Regions from separate parts of the Mus musculus genome. Here all the other regions are linked to region 3. A link is a contact called in public Hi-C and HiChIP or PLAC-seq data. All regions are on one chromosome and are shown on one strand. The core of a region is the stretch at or near the end of the contact, and the rest is flanking DNA. Distances in the headings are between cores, read along the strand shown.

Region 1 (4,679 bases), core at 1,507-4,006, 2.1 Mb after region 3:
GCGAGAACCAGAACAGGAGCAGCCGAAATGCCAGTTTGCATGGCTGGGCACGAAGTCGTGGCTGAAAGGCTCCTGTACCCACCACCACTACCACTGTAGTGGAGCAAAGTCACTGACTACTGTTCCCCAGCAGGGAATGCCCCAGGGCTGGGGTTGTGTGGAGGGAAGAGCCCCCACTACTGGCTCTGCTCCCCTCCTCCTCCTCCCTGGAAGGACCCATCCTGGATCCAGCACTAAAGGCGATAAGAAGTTCAGTGTTACCTAGCACCCTGGGGAGAAAACAATTCATCAAACAGCACAGAAGATGCCCACGGTGCTCAGCACGTACTTCTGAAGGAGGGAGTGTCTAGAACCTTCTTCCCATGGCATCAGCAGGTTAAATGGTTCCCAGGGGGCCCTACTGGGCATCACATATTCTTGCTTCTGAGACCCTGGAGAAGGAGCATGGAGAACAAGGGCCCCACCTGAGACCTGTCACGAGCCATCTCAGCACCCTTTCCACAGCAGGGCACATGTCCTGTGCGAGAGTCACTACACAGAGTGCTGTTTCTGTGCCTGTCGCTCTCTGGTGGGACTTGGAATGTCTAGACCTTGAACAAGACTCTTAGGATGGGGTCCCAGTGTAACTCATGAATTCCAGGAGTAGAGCACGCATCAGCCTTTTCAGACAGCCCAGTGCATCCTGTGTGGAAGGGACAGGAACAGCTGTAACACACTCCAGGAAAGGTGGGCCACAGCCTCGGGGCTACATGGAGGTGGGAGGGGGCAAGACCAGGGAAATTCTGGCCTGTCTGGTAAACCAATTCTTGACTCTGTCTCCTGAAGCGTCATTTCACGCGTGGACAGATTATTGTCTAAGCTTGCATCTGATCATCGAGGCTTGCCTGAGGAGGAAGTCGGGACATGCTGCAGCCTTCACGATGGCATCTGCTGCCCCTCACCGTGGTAGTCTGCATTTGTGCTTTTCTCATTAACTCTGTGTGTAACCTCATTTAGCCCTGTGTACCTACAGCTAGAGGTATTGCTCCTACTGGCTAGCTGGGATCAGAGGTGCATGGAGGCTGAGTGCTCTCTAATTACATGACTGCTGGTTACGTGGAGGAATTCTCCTTCAGCCCATACTTCCTGACTCTGTCAGACTTCAGTGTGATTCTCCCAGGTTATGAACTCTGCAGAGAGCTGTTTGAAAGTGCCTCCTGTACAGTCTGGAGAGATGACTCAGCAGCTAAGAGCACTTGTTGCTTCTGTAGAGGACCCAAGTTCAGTTCCCAACACCCATACGATGGTTCAGAACCCGTAATGCCAGTTCCAGGGGATCCGTACCCTCTCTTGCAGGCACTCAGCACCCATGTGGTGTACATAGATTCAGTGCAGGTAAAACACCATGCACATAGCCAGGCATGGTGTTGCATGCCTTCAATGCCAGTACTAGGAGGCAGAGACAGGCAGATCTTTATGAGTCTGAGGCCAGCCTGGTCTACAAAGTGAATTCCAGGACAGCCAGGGCAGTCACACAGAGAAACCCTGTCTCACACAAAAAACAAAAAACAATAAAATAAGACCACCCCTCCCCTCCCACCACCACCCCCCAAAAAGAGAAAGAAACCCCCATGCACATAAAATAAATCTTTTTTTTTAAGAGCCCTGGCAGTTTTTCTTTCTTTTAAATTTGCGTGTGCAGAGGGAGGAAGGTTGAGAGAGAGAGAGAGAGAGAGAGAGAGAAGAGGGAGTGCACATCAGAGGACAACTTGAGGGAGCCAGTTTTCTCTTCCCATTATGTGGTTCCCAGGGGTCTACAGGGGTCCAAGTCTGTTGAGGCTGTGGGGCTTGTCTCTGCGGGTGTCTTTACCCCTCCAGCCACCTGCTAGCCCAGGGAGACTTGGCTTCTCCTTATGCTGTCAGTGGGAGGACTAGGTCTGTTAGTTGCTGGTATGGAACCATTTAAACAAAGCACAAAAGCCTCTGATATAATATACAAGTATCCTAGTTTAGAATTATCAGCAAGAATAATTACACAGTGCGGGCTACGGTTATCACTGTTTCCCTCCTTAAAGATCAGAAACAAACGTTGAATTATTAATTACCATACAGTGAAAAGCACCAGTTCGTACGGGTGGGTGGGGTATCACACAACTGTGGCAGTGAGAAGTGGCTAATGTTCAGCTGGGAAAATCAACCCTAGTCGAAAACGCGTAAGAAAATAAGCTCCTGAGCGTAGGAGGGTGATGAAGGGCAGCCTGCAGCTTGTAGTTCTTGCCGCTGGCTATAGCTAGGGTTAGGGTTCCTGACCTGGCCTGTGACCTAGGTCAAATTAATAGCTGTAATTCCTTTACTAGTAGGGTGTCATGGGCGAAGCTAGAGGCGATGCCACCTGGAGTTTCCAGTCCCTGACCAAGGGTCTTCAAAGCTGCTTATCACCTTCCACACTAGGGCGCAGGCCACACTTGGCCACACAGTCCTCCTCATTGGCTTCTATCAGCTCAGTCTTTCTTGGCTTTTTCACAACTCTGGCCTGGCTCCGGCTTCCCCAGGAGTGCACCCGCCCACGCCCCGGCGTCCCCAGACCAGTTCCCAAGCTCTGCCACTGCAGCAGCGGTCACGTGCGCGAGTCCGGCTGGGGAGCCGAAAGGAAGGGGGAATGGGTGGGGCCGTTCCGTGGGTGCCACGCCCACACACTCAATGTGTTTTCTCATTGGTGAAGGTTTGGAAGTACCTCTTCGGATTGGTCAATAGGCGTGGCCTCGGAGAACGGAAGGGAGGGCTGCCTCTGGAGAGGACAGGGTTGCCGGGCGGACAGCGGGAACGCGCTCCGGGGGGTGGGGACGCGCGAGCTCACCACTCCTCAATGACAAATCGACTGGGGACAGCTGGGGTCCGGCCCCAGGACGGGGCGGGGCGCTCGTGAGAGCGGCGATTCTGGTTGTGCGCATAGCCAGAGCGGCGGTGGGACGGCTCCCCCAGGTAAGGATGCTGTGCCCCGCAGGGGACCGCAGACGAGGGGTGCGCCCTAGGATAGGGAAGTGAGTACGCTCTCCGCGCGATTGCAGGCCTCCTAGTTCCACGTTGGGAGGGAGGGACACGTCTCATGAAGGACAACGCCCCGGACTGCGCCCCGCTTGGCTTGAAAGGTGTCTTTTGGGAAAGCCGGAGAGACTCCCAGCCGGATCTGGGGGTGCTGAGGACATGGGGGAGGCGCCCCAGTTTCTCTTCCCTTGCTGCCTGTCCTTCCCTTTTTCCACAAATGGCCACTTCCTGCCTTTTCGGGCCTCCCTCCTGAGTTGGTCCACTTCCTCCGTCCCTTTCAGATCCATAAAATGTTGCCCAAACTTCTTTCTTAAAGGTAGGAACTTGTACTTTGGGTGACCTGGGAGCTGGGTTCAAGAAGTTTGTAGGGATTTGTTGGTTGTGAATTACTTTTTGATTCTGTCTTCCAGTTGCCTTTCAGAGTGTGACTAGCATCAAAGGTGGTTTTTAGAAGCACCGTGGCTTGAAGGGTTTTCCTGACCCGGTTCTCTGAGCCAAGTCAGCTCGTGGCTCAGACTTGCTTGTGGCCCAGACTTGAGTGTCCCCAGAGGGCGCGGCACCCACAGCAGGGTCCTTTTTCCTAGAGTTCATTTCCAAGTGAATCCTGGAATCTAGGGATTGGTGTTACCAGGGTGTTCTGGAAGAGGGTCTGGAATGGACTGATAGTTCTTACCCTCACTTGCCTTCAATCCCTGAAGAACAGAGATCCTCTCGCTCTGGCTCTGCTTTCATTTCCTAACCACCTTTCTTAAGTTTGGGTTTATTGAATGATCAAGGCTTATCCTCAGAGGGGCAGGGAGTGTGCTTTGGATGTGCCAAGTGAAGATAGTTTTAATCAGAGCAAGAATCTTACATGTTAAGTCTCAGAACATGTCAAAGTGGCGCCGCTTAAGCCTGGATTGAGGTGGTGAAATTGTGAGAGCCATAAAGGGAGGTGCTGAATATTGAGAAGGAGGTGTGAGCCAAGGTTGATCCTGGTTTTGGAACTTTGTGTGTATGAGACATGATCTTTTGTAGCGCAGGCTGGCCTGGAACTTGATAGATAGCTAGAGTGACCTTGAACATGTGACGTTCCTGCCTCTACCCCTTGAGTGTTGTGATAACTGTATTCTACCATGCCTGGTCCATGCAGTGGTGGGGCTGGAACTCTGGGCTTCCTATATGCCCAAGAACTCTACCAGCAGAGCCAAATCCCCAGCCTGGTTCTGGAATTTTCTTAGTGCCGTGGTCTAGAGGAGGCCCTTTGTCTTCTCTGAGCTCTGAAAGAGTTGGCTGCCCACCCCCACTGTCAGCTTCCAATCCAGTAGGCAGTGTTTAAGGTGTGGGAGTGGGCATGGTTCTAGGATTCCATGAAATGCCCCCCTGCTGAAGCTGTGATGTGTGTGTGTGTGTGCATGAGTGTATGAGTATATATGTGTATGTGTATGCATTCTTGTAATTTTATTTACATGTGACTATGCAAATATCTGTATATATGTTTGTATTTTTTAGATTTATTTTTATGTGTGCATATGTGTGGGACAGGAACCCTTGGAAGCCAGAAGAGGGCGTGGCTGGGATTCCCTGGAGCTGGAGTTACAAACTGTTGTGAGCTGCCCTGCATGGGCCCTGGGAACCAAGCAGGCCTCTGGAGGAGTAGCAGATGCTCCTAATTG
Region 2 (4,636 bases), core at 2,017-4,516, 2.5 Mb before region 3:
AGAGCTCCATATCTGGTGTCTTCTTCTGATGCTCTATATCTTACTGTTTAACACATGATTTTTCTCTTGCAACTTGCTGACTCAGCAGGACTAGCTTGTGCACAAACCACAGGGATCCTCCTCCTTTTATTTCCCCAGTTCTGGGTTACAGGCATGGAATCCCACCAGGGATTTTCAGTGTGAGGGCTTAGGATCTGATCTCAGGTCCCAAGCTTGTGCAGGAAACACTAGTTAAGGAGTCATTTCCCTAACCTCATTATGAAGCTTTTTATTTTCCGCACAACTATGTCAATTAAATGTTAATTTTACATTTATGAATCCTAAAGATACTAATAAAGCAATATAATTACTATGCAAGTGAGTGTAATAAGAAACTACTGGAAAATGTATAGGTAAGTCTCTTTTGTGAGCTACCTCATATATATATATATATAAAATCTGTATATATTCATAATCTAATTTCCCCCTACTACATTGTAAACATAAGTAAATAACTTATCACTCAGGAGACACTTTTCTGATTTACGAAACTAAACATGTAAAATTACGCAGATTTAGAGCTAGCAGGGATCTTAGTAGTGATCCAGTGTGGAAATTTTAATTTTACCAGATATGGATGCAGAGGTGAGTTGCCATTGGCTTCCCTTGGCTCTTAGCTCCACAATGATACAGCAGGAGCAACTGCCAGCCTGCCTAAGCCTGGGTGGGGACTACACACACAAGCAGTGCAGTGATTGTTATATGAATATTAGATTATGAATTAGTATTTCTACCTTTGTCTTTAATGATGCTGTAATCAGAGACCATACTAAACAGAACTGCAAACATTTCTTAGAAAGAAATGTTTCCCTTCAGTAGGAAATCAAGTTAGAACTAGAAAAGCTAAGATTGTAGTTCCAATGTCTCATTTACTCACATTTCTGAGAAGAGAGAGAGAGAGTATTTTATATATAGAGAGAGTATTTTATTTGGGGAAATCAATTTACATGTTATTTAAGTTTCTGAAATTTAAACTATAGGTATCCATGACAAAAGGCAAAGACTCAAATAACCTATTCTTGAAAGTAAGATTTTCTCCCAGGCACCAGAGTTAGTGAAGCACGTAACAATTTATGTCTTGATTTGAAAGTAAAGTAAATTTTATACTGAATACTAAAAGTGAATGCAAGTTCAGCCACTGAATTCAATCCAATAAGTTATCCCAAATGGAAGCCACTATTCCTGCCTCATACTTTCTCCATGTGAAAGAAATCTGTCATAAAGTAAGTTCCCTCACGTTGAGCAAATTGTCCAAAATGGAATCGCTTGAGAGGATTCGTACACTCCAATAATGAAGAGATGAGCAAAATGTAAAGATGGACGCATTTTTCTGAATAATGCATGCTGTCTCCCCAGCCACTCAAATGACATAGAAGGGAAAAATCTGGGTTGCTAGATTTATAGACTAGCTATTTTACTTGTATTTCATTTTTATACATGCTTTATACTTTTACAACAAGTAAAATTATTCCCATCAAAATGTTATTTCTACTCAAACAGAACAAATAGAACATTCACAAGAAGTCAGGGATCACAGATGTTTGAAAAGTAAAGGTTTGCCTTCACCCAGATTTGTTTTTATGACTGTTGGGGGTAAACATAATTTTCTAGTAACGCAATTAGCAAAGGTAGACAGTTGACAAGTGGCAACTTCATAGAGTAACTGGGACAGGAAAGGAGACAGCACTTAGCTAACCATACCCCCACACAGCTACCCAACACCAAGGTTTCTGTTCCTTCTACCCAACTACTGAATTTATCAAAGCACCAGCTGGCTCTGTAGGTAAAGATGCTCCCGGGTATGGAGCATGAGCACCAGAGTTCAAGCCCCAGGACCAACTCGGTTCGGGGAGAAAACCCATGCTGGGATATTTGTCTCCCTCTTGCCTTTCAGTGATGAGCAATCCTCTGTGGACCCAGAAATCAGAGACTAGGACATTGCTTGTGTTCCATTTACCAAAATATATTCCTCTGCGCAACTTGGACAGAGCCACCTGCAGGTACGTGCCGGTGAAATTAGTGACCTTTGATAATTATAGCCCACAGTGCTCCACTTCTAAACTAGGCTGACTTTCTGATTTGTACCAGGGCTCCAGGTCCCAGGCTCCACGCTGTAGTTTAAGCTCTTGCATACAGGTGGAAAGGTGGAAGGCGAATGGAGAGGATCAGAGCCTTAATCTAGCCCTTGTTCCCCCTCCTCTTATCTCCTGTTTGGACAAATGTTCTGGGAAACATACTCGGGATGGGAATGGCTTGAATGGAGAGGAAGAACTTAAGAATTAAAAAAAAAAAATGTATGCAGTAAAAAGGATGTGGAAAGAAGAACCATGTGTGGTTAATGTCAATTTTTTTTTTTTTTTTTTTTTTTTTTTTACAAACCTTTAGGGATTCCAGTGCGTTCAGCCATCTCAGGAATCCAAGGTGGAAGTTAAAGCCTTTCTATTGCCTTAAGTCAGTAGATGATGCACACCCTTGGGTCACTGTATGGGACAAATGTCTCCGGTGCAGACAGGTGTCGCACACGCCCAGTGGGGCCCCAGGCGGGGATCCCCCTCGCACCCCCTCCCCTGCTACCCCTGCTTTCTCGAAGTGCTGGAGCATGCCTAGTGGCCGCTCTGGAGCCACCAAGGGTTTTTGCACTAGCTCACACTCCGTTTCTCCGGGTTTTATCCAGAGCCCGCGGGGGGTGGGCGGGGGGCTGGGGGGAGCCCGTAGAGCCTGGCGGCCTGGGCTACACCAGTGGGGAGCGCGTACGGGGCTGTCTCCCGCGCGCTTTAAGGTTGCTCGGGAGATGCTGGAGCGCAAAGCCTGGCTGCTGCTGCTGCTGCTACTACTGCTACTGCTGCTGCTGCACCTGGCGCGCTGAGCACCGTGCGGGGAGCCCCGAGGGCCGGCGGCGGTGCGGGTGCGCGGGTGGCGGACTGCGGTAGAATGAAAGCCTGGCTCCTCCGGCGTTGCAAGCCACCGCTCCGGCGCGATCAGGTGCTGGCAGCCAGCCGCCCGCCGCTCCACTAACTTGCCACTTGGTCGCATCTGGTGTCTGCATTTTCGGGTGGTGGTGGGGGGGCGGGGACAGTGGGGAGTCCGAGGATCTGCGGTAGTGGAAAAGAGGGATCCTGCAAAAGAGGGAGACTACTTGCTTCTGCTGCCGCTCTCCGTCCCCTCCCTGGCGCTCCCCTTCCCCCCCCCCCCCCAAACCCCACCGCTGCCGCCGCTGCTTTTCTCTTCCGCCAATTCCGAGAGCGACGGGGCGTCTGTGACATGCGATCGCTTGCCAAGTGACGGTCCCCGAGTGTGAAGTGCCCGCGAGGAAGTGTGAGCTCCGACGCGGGCGGCAAGGGGATGACAGCCATGAAGCAGGAGCAGCAACCCACCCCAGGGGCCAGGGCAACCCAGTCGCAGCCAGCCGACCAGGTGAGAGTTGGCCTCTAGGGACTATCCCTCCAGGGAGGGGTGGCTCCAATCAGTGTCCCCCCCCCCCCCACACACACACATTAGTCCCTCAGGATCCGCTCCCACGTTTGCCTCTCTTCATCTTCCCTCCGCCCGACTCCCAGGCTCTCTTGTCTCATCCATGGACCCAGCAGGAACTTAGAGCAGCCTAGTGCGCTCTGGCGTCAGAATGCTCAAGGTGGAGAGCCGTGGGGAAGCGGGCAGAGAGGTAAAGGCTGGAGATGTGCCAAGGCAGATAGGCTGCTGTGGGATGGAGGGGTGATCTGTTCTACCGTGGGGAGTCTTGACTTCTGCTGAACGCATTTGGAATGGATCTAGCGCTGTCCTGGAGACTGGCTCTTGAACAGGTCCAGCCTTGTCTCACTGGCTCAGACGCGCGCTGGCTGGAGATACTGAAGTAGGCAAACGACCTTTAAGCTATTAGAGTTTCCCTTCTGTTTTCTTTTGAGAGGATCATGATGGAAAAGCAGGGTGGGAAAAGAGGACTTCTCTAGTCTGCCGGGTGAAACTGAGCATGAGGGAATAAAAGGCGTTTATCATTCAGAATGGCAAGGAAGGTCTGGCTTTGGTGGTTTGTTGGGTCTAGATGTGTAGCGTCTGCTGAACTAAGGTGCCCTGCAGAACTAAGGTGCCCTGTATTGGCTGATTGGTTATTACTGTCCCCTTTGCGTCCTTTGATACCTGCCACCCTTTTTGGGTTGGTGTTGTTTGGGTCTTTAGACAATCTGTAGCCTAATGTTATGGAGAAATGTCTGTTTCCTGGGTCTGGTTTGGGGGAGATTTGAGAGTTGAGTCACGCTTTTTCTAAAGTTGGAGGGATCAGGAGCGAGGCGAAGCTCTCTCAAGGAGGACGGAGGCTGTAGAATCTGCCTGAGATGCGATCATATTTACATCAATTACAACTGGACTAAGAGGGCCATTCTTGGTCAGCGCAATGCTATGGAGCTAGATGATCCCGCAGCGAGATGCAGGAGGTGGAGCGCCAAGCTCTTTGCCCAAGGAGCGCACTGTCGGTGGAAGGCTGCTAGAGGCGTTTTAAGCATAGACACTCAGCTCACAGTTAGAAGTGCAGTGACTGGGCTGGGGGACCATACAAGGCAAGTAGACCCCAGCTCTTCAGCTCTTGGTATTCTAAACACTGTAG
Region 3 (4,913 bases), core at 56-2,555:
AGACATGGTTTCTCCTAGACCTGGTCTTACAGGGATGCTGGCCTCTGAGCACCAGTACAACTGGCTTTCTTCCTATGAGAGGTAGATGGAACTCAGGGCTTGTATTTGCAAGGCAATCACTTTATAGACTAAGGCATCTCCTCAGCCCCAATTATAATACTTCTATAGACTTAGGAGTAATGTGTAGCTCCATTGAATGGTGACTGACATGAAAGAGGCCCTGGGTTCAATACCCAGAACTGCAATACTGAATTAAAGACTCTATCTGCATGCCCATCCCGGGACTGACTGACTGCTGACTCTCTCTCTCTCTCTCTCTCTCTCTCTCTCTCTCTCTCTCTCTCTCTCTCTGTCACACACACACACACACACACACACACACACACACACACACACACACACACACACACAATCTATGCACAATGGAGGCTGAAGGAAGACATCACCCAAATGTCCATCCTGAAACCAGGATCTTTCTCAGGCAGCGCACGAACTTCCCTGTCGGTATGTTTTCTGTAACTGTGTTTCTGTCTTCGTGGAAGTTGTGTAAAAATTCAGTGTTTTACCTATGTCATTCACCATACATCTACCGCAAACTAGCACAAAAGTGAAAGAAAGAAAGAAAAAGAAAGAAAGAAAGAGACGAGAAGAGAAGAGAAGAGAAGAGAAGAGAAGAGAAGAGAAGAGAAAAAAAGAAAAGAAAAGAAAAGAGAAAAAAAGAAAAGAAAAGAAAAGAAAAGAAAAGAAAAGAAAAGAAAAGAAAAGAAAAGAAAAGAAAAGAAAAGAAGAGTGCAACGCCCTGAAAAATTGAGGGAAAACTATACGGTGAGAAAAGACGTTTGTGTGATACAGGGTCCAAATTGAAGTGGGTTTGTTGTTGGGTTTTTGTTTTTGTTTCTTTAGTCTTTTTGTTTTGTTTGGAAGGCACTGGGGTGGAGGGGTGGAGTGCTGCCCTGTGGACCAGGCTGGTCTCAGCTCAGAGATCCACTTGCTCTTGCCTCCCTCACGCTGAGACTAAAGGTGAACACCACCATCCCCGTCTCCCAAGAAGGTTTTAAGACTTAAACCTCTTCTGACAGGATACTGGCACCTCTCTAGCAGTGAAGGGAAAGAGACTCTTCTGAGCCACAAGGAATTCCGTCTTCCAATCGGCTTTTTTATTGTGCAGTCTTGGTTTGTAAAACTCTGGGGCCATTAGCAAGGCGAACGGGTTCACAACGAGTCGTCCTCCAGTCGCCAGGGGGCGCTGCAGGAAATTCGGTCTCCAAAGGGAACCCAGCTCTCACCAGGAACTGTTTCCGCCCGAAGCATTTCCGCCCCGCGGGTCCGCAGGCTCCAGCGGTACACTTCCGACTTGCAATTGCGCACGTGCATCTGTCTCGGTGCAGACGGCTGGGCGGCCTGGCAAGATGTCGCAGTTACAGATGAAACTCCTGCGCAGGAAGATCGAGAAGCGGAATGCCAAGCTGCGGCAGCGAAACCTGAAGCTGCAAGGTGAGCTGTGCTGAACCCCGCACTGGCGAACGACGTGGGGAACCCAGGAACTCGGCGGTGCGCTGGGCAGCTTCCGGCGGGAGCCGGGGATGCGCGGCACGAGCAGGCCGCCTGGGTCCCAGCCCCCGTGGACCCTTCATTGGTTCTGCCCTTTGCCGGCGTGGCTTTCTCGACTCAGGGTGAAAGCGGGAGGCCTCGGACTTTCTTCCCCAACTTTCTATTGGCAAGAAAACCTGCAGATTACCCTAGACCCCCCCATCAGCATCTTTAGTCCCCACGTAGAACTTTGTATCCATTACGGTTCCCGACTTTCACTTAATTGCTCGATCTCATCCCCTGCCCAAACTTACGAATTGTTTTCCTCGGAGCTTTCCCAGTGATACAGCTCTCTCCCCCAAACCCGTTCTTTTCATTCCTGCAGCGATCCTCTTCATATGTTAGGCAGAACCCTCCCAGTGTTTTTTGTCGCGCACAACTTAGTGAATTCCTTAACGTCTTGGTTTTGGCACAAGGGCTTAAATGAAAAATTTACACATGTCACTTTCTTGTTGCAGTTTCTGTAGCTTGTTTAGGTTACCTACCTGTAGGGGTTCTTAGCCTTTGTAATGCTGTACCCCTTTAATACAGTTCCTCATATTGTGTTGACACACACACACCATAAAATAACCTCGTTGCTACTTCATGGCTGTAATTTTGCTATTATGAATCGTAATGTAAATATCTGGTATGAGACAACTGTAGTGGGGGTTGGGGGGTCGAGAGATCAGTATGTTGAGGATCGCTGAATAATTGTCTAGACCCACGCAATTTTCAACAGATAGTATTTGAAAGACATCCCAGAGGGGATGGTGGATTTTAGGCAAAAGTATTGATGTTCCTTCACTTAGTACCTGTAGAATAATTAATGCTACTTAGTAGCTACTTCTTGGTGTGGGTAATGATGTAAATTAAAGATGGTGTTGCCTTCATTCTCTTTGTATGAAAATGGAAAACTTGTGAGGATAGTTTGGGGCTTTAATAGGGTTTTAATGAGTGGTTTTCGTTTACTGAATTTTCAGTTCACCAAAGTCTAGGAAAGTTGGGTTTGAATGAAGTGAAATTATATAAGTAATAATTGTGGGAATGCGAAGTAAATATCATTCAGTTATATTTATCAGACACTTGGCCGTGGCTGTTCCAGTACTAGCTCTGTATACCAGGCTGGCCTCAAACTCATAGAGATCCACCAGCTTCTGCCTTTCATGTACTAGGACTAAAGGTGTGTGCCAACACCAGCAGGCCAAATGCTTAATGTTAAAATATATATTTCTCCTCATTGCTGTTTACTAATCATTTGATTTAATTATGTGATCTTGCTGACATTTTTCTGTCACAAATTTCTATATAGCCGTAAACAGATAGGGTCTTTTGAAGTTAAAACAACTTTCCTTTACTGACATTTTTTTTTTCCATAAAGAAAATGTGCCTTTTCTATAATAGAGTACCAATATTTGGTTTTAACAGTGAACATACAAGAAAAACTAAATGATTGGGGTTCCAGAAAACCCATAATTTCTCCTGTGAAGGTCAGTGTTTATAAGTAAGCTTTCTCTTGTCACAGTGTAAGTTCTGTTTTTAAACAGAAACATCAGACACAAGCCTGTCCCAACCTCAAAATGGAGATGTGCCTAAAGAAACAGGAAAAGGTGGAAAAGTGAAAAAGGCCCTGAAACGTTCTGTGCCTGTGGACTCAGCAGAAGCACAAAGTGGAGGCATGCCTGAGGAGACCTTGGAAAATGGCAAAGTTAAAAAGTCACCCCAGAAACTCACAACTTTAGCCAACGGAGAAGCAGCACCAACACCACCTCCTGATTCAGAAGTAAAAAAGAAAAAGAAGAAAAAGAGGAAAATGGCAAATGATGCCGGGCCTGGTAGGTTTTTGGTGTTTTGTTTTGTTTTAATATTGGTCATTCAGATAGCTTTTCAGCTCTTGGTCACTTTTCTCTATTGTTGTATGTGTGAAGCATCCCCTATGCTCACCACCATGAGTCTACCCTGGGAGCTAAAAGACACCTTTTATTGGTAGACAAGGGAAGTGGGTTTTAGGTTTTCCCTAGATTTGTATGTGTTTTAAGTTAGCTGCCCTTGGGAAAAGTTCAAATTTGATAAGAATTTCTTTAGATTTATAATACTCCACTATGGGTTTTAGGGAGCAGTTCATTGGGCTTTGTAAATAAACTGGATCTATCATCACATAGTCTTTTGGGTTTGTATATTTCCGTGATTTCGAACACAACATGGATCTATGATGGTGATGGGATGATGGTGATGGGAAGTATCTCCCAGGCTTTTCTGTGTGAAGGTACTTCACATTAATCATTCTTTGATCTCTTGATTTACTTGTCTTTTGCCCATATATTTTTGTAAGCCCTCTTCCCCATAAGTACTTACTTGCAGAGTCTGTAAGATAACTTGTAGGAAAGTTGTGAATAAATAAGACATTGATTTTTCAAGTGAGCAGATAGTACAGGGCACTGTGTGCCTTAGTCGAACATGTGCCTCTTTCCTCCTGAAGTGTGAAACTCACAATTGCTGCCCTGATACTGCTTAGTGGGATTTCAAATACCCTTCTTTAGAGGCAGGCGGTGTTAGTGTACGCTGTCAATCCCAGCACCCAGGAGACAGGGGCAGGCAAATCTTCGTTCAAGGCCAGTCTAGTAAGTTGAGCTCCAGGACAGTCAGGAAGGGCTACACAGATAATTGTTGTTGTGGGGGTGGGGTGATCCTTTTTTGTTTTTTGGGTTTTTTTGATTGTTTGTTTGTTTTTCGAGACAGGGTTTCTCTGTGTAGCCCTGGCTGTCCTGGAACTCATTCTGTAGACCAGGCTGGCCTCGAACTCAGAAGTCCACCTGCCTCTGCCTCCCGAGTGCTGGGATTAAAGGCGTGCCCCACCACGCCCATCACAGGGGTGATCCTTTTCTAATCTGGAATACTGTAATGTTTTAAGAAACTTTAAAACACTGTTTTATTTGCAAATCATTTATACCCCCAAAGTTTAAATATTAAACAAGCCTCTCCCTGAAAAAAAGTTTGTAACAAGTATCAAATAATGTTAAGCTTTGAAAAATGTATTTCTTTACATTACAGATCTTCTTTTCCCATTGGTTAAGTATAAAACGGTTTTTGTTTGTTTGTTTTTTAAACCAAGATACAAAAAAAGCGAAAACTGAAGAAAGTGCTGAGGCTTGTGAGGAACCAGAAGATGATGTGAAAAAGGCAGATGACAGCGAGGTGCCCAGCCTGCCCCTAGGACTGACAGGTGATGGCCAGGGACTTTTCCAGGTGTCTTGTCTTAGAAATGTCACCATTTCTCTGCATGACTAAAGGTCCTGTTGTGACCTTTAATTACCAGCCACCAGTGAGTTTTATATCTTTGTGCA

The links. Hi-C and Micro-C count contacts between places; a contact is called where the count stands out from the background. HiChIP or PLAC-seq counts read pairs in DNA pulled down with a chosen protein or histone mark.
Region 1: a Hi-C map of CD8 T cells shows a contact between it and region 3, with 6 times the contacts expected there. The contact joins the promoter of Ralb here to the promoter of Ddx18 in region 3. A contact is called at or near these places in 1 of 39 promoter capture datasets (pre-B cells), 1 of 484 Hi-C or Micro-C datasets (CD8 T cells), 1 of 115 datasets of contacts at active chromatin or transcription factors (large pre-B cells) and 1 of 9 other capture datasets (liver).
Region 2: an H3K4me3 HiChIP or PLAC-seq map of forebrain shows a contact between it and region 3, with 11 times the contacts expected there. The contact joins the promoter of Dpp10 here to the promoter of Ddx18 in region 3. A contact is called at or near these places in 3 of 39 promoter capture datasets (cranial neural crest, hippocampal neurons and second pharyngeal arch cranial neural crest) and 2 of 115 datasets of contacts at active chromatin or transcription factors (embryonic forebrain and forebrain).

What each region holds. Positions count from the first base shown.
Region 1 is chr1:119,502,859-119,507,537 of GRCm38.p6, reverse strand. Ralb (v-ral simian leukemia viral oncogene B) reads left to right here and starts at 2,756. Exons shown (of 5, transcript NM_022327.5): 1 at 2,756-2,961.
Region 2 is chr1:124,044,189-124,048,824 of GRCm38.p6, reverse strand. It overlaps Dpp10 (dipeptidylpeptidase 10), which reads left to right and starts at 3,266. Exons shown (of 26, transcript NM_199021.3): 1 at 3,266-3,453. The coding sequence starts at 3,382.
Region 3 is chr1:121,564,372-121,569,284 of GRCm38.p6, reverse strand. It overlaps Ddx18 (DEAD box helicase 18), which reads left to right and starts at 1,305. Exons shown (of 13, transcript NM_025860.3): 1 at 1,305-1,494; 2 at 3,117-3,404; 3 at 4,682-4,792. The coding sequence starts at 1,410.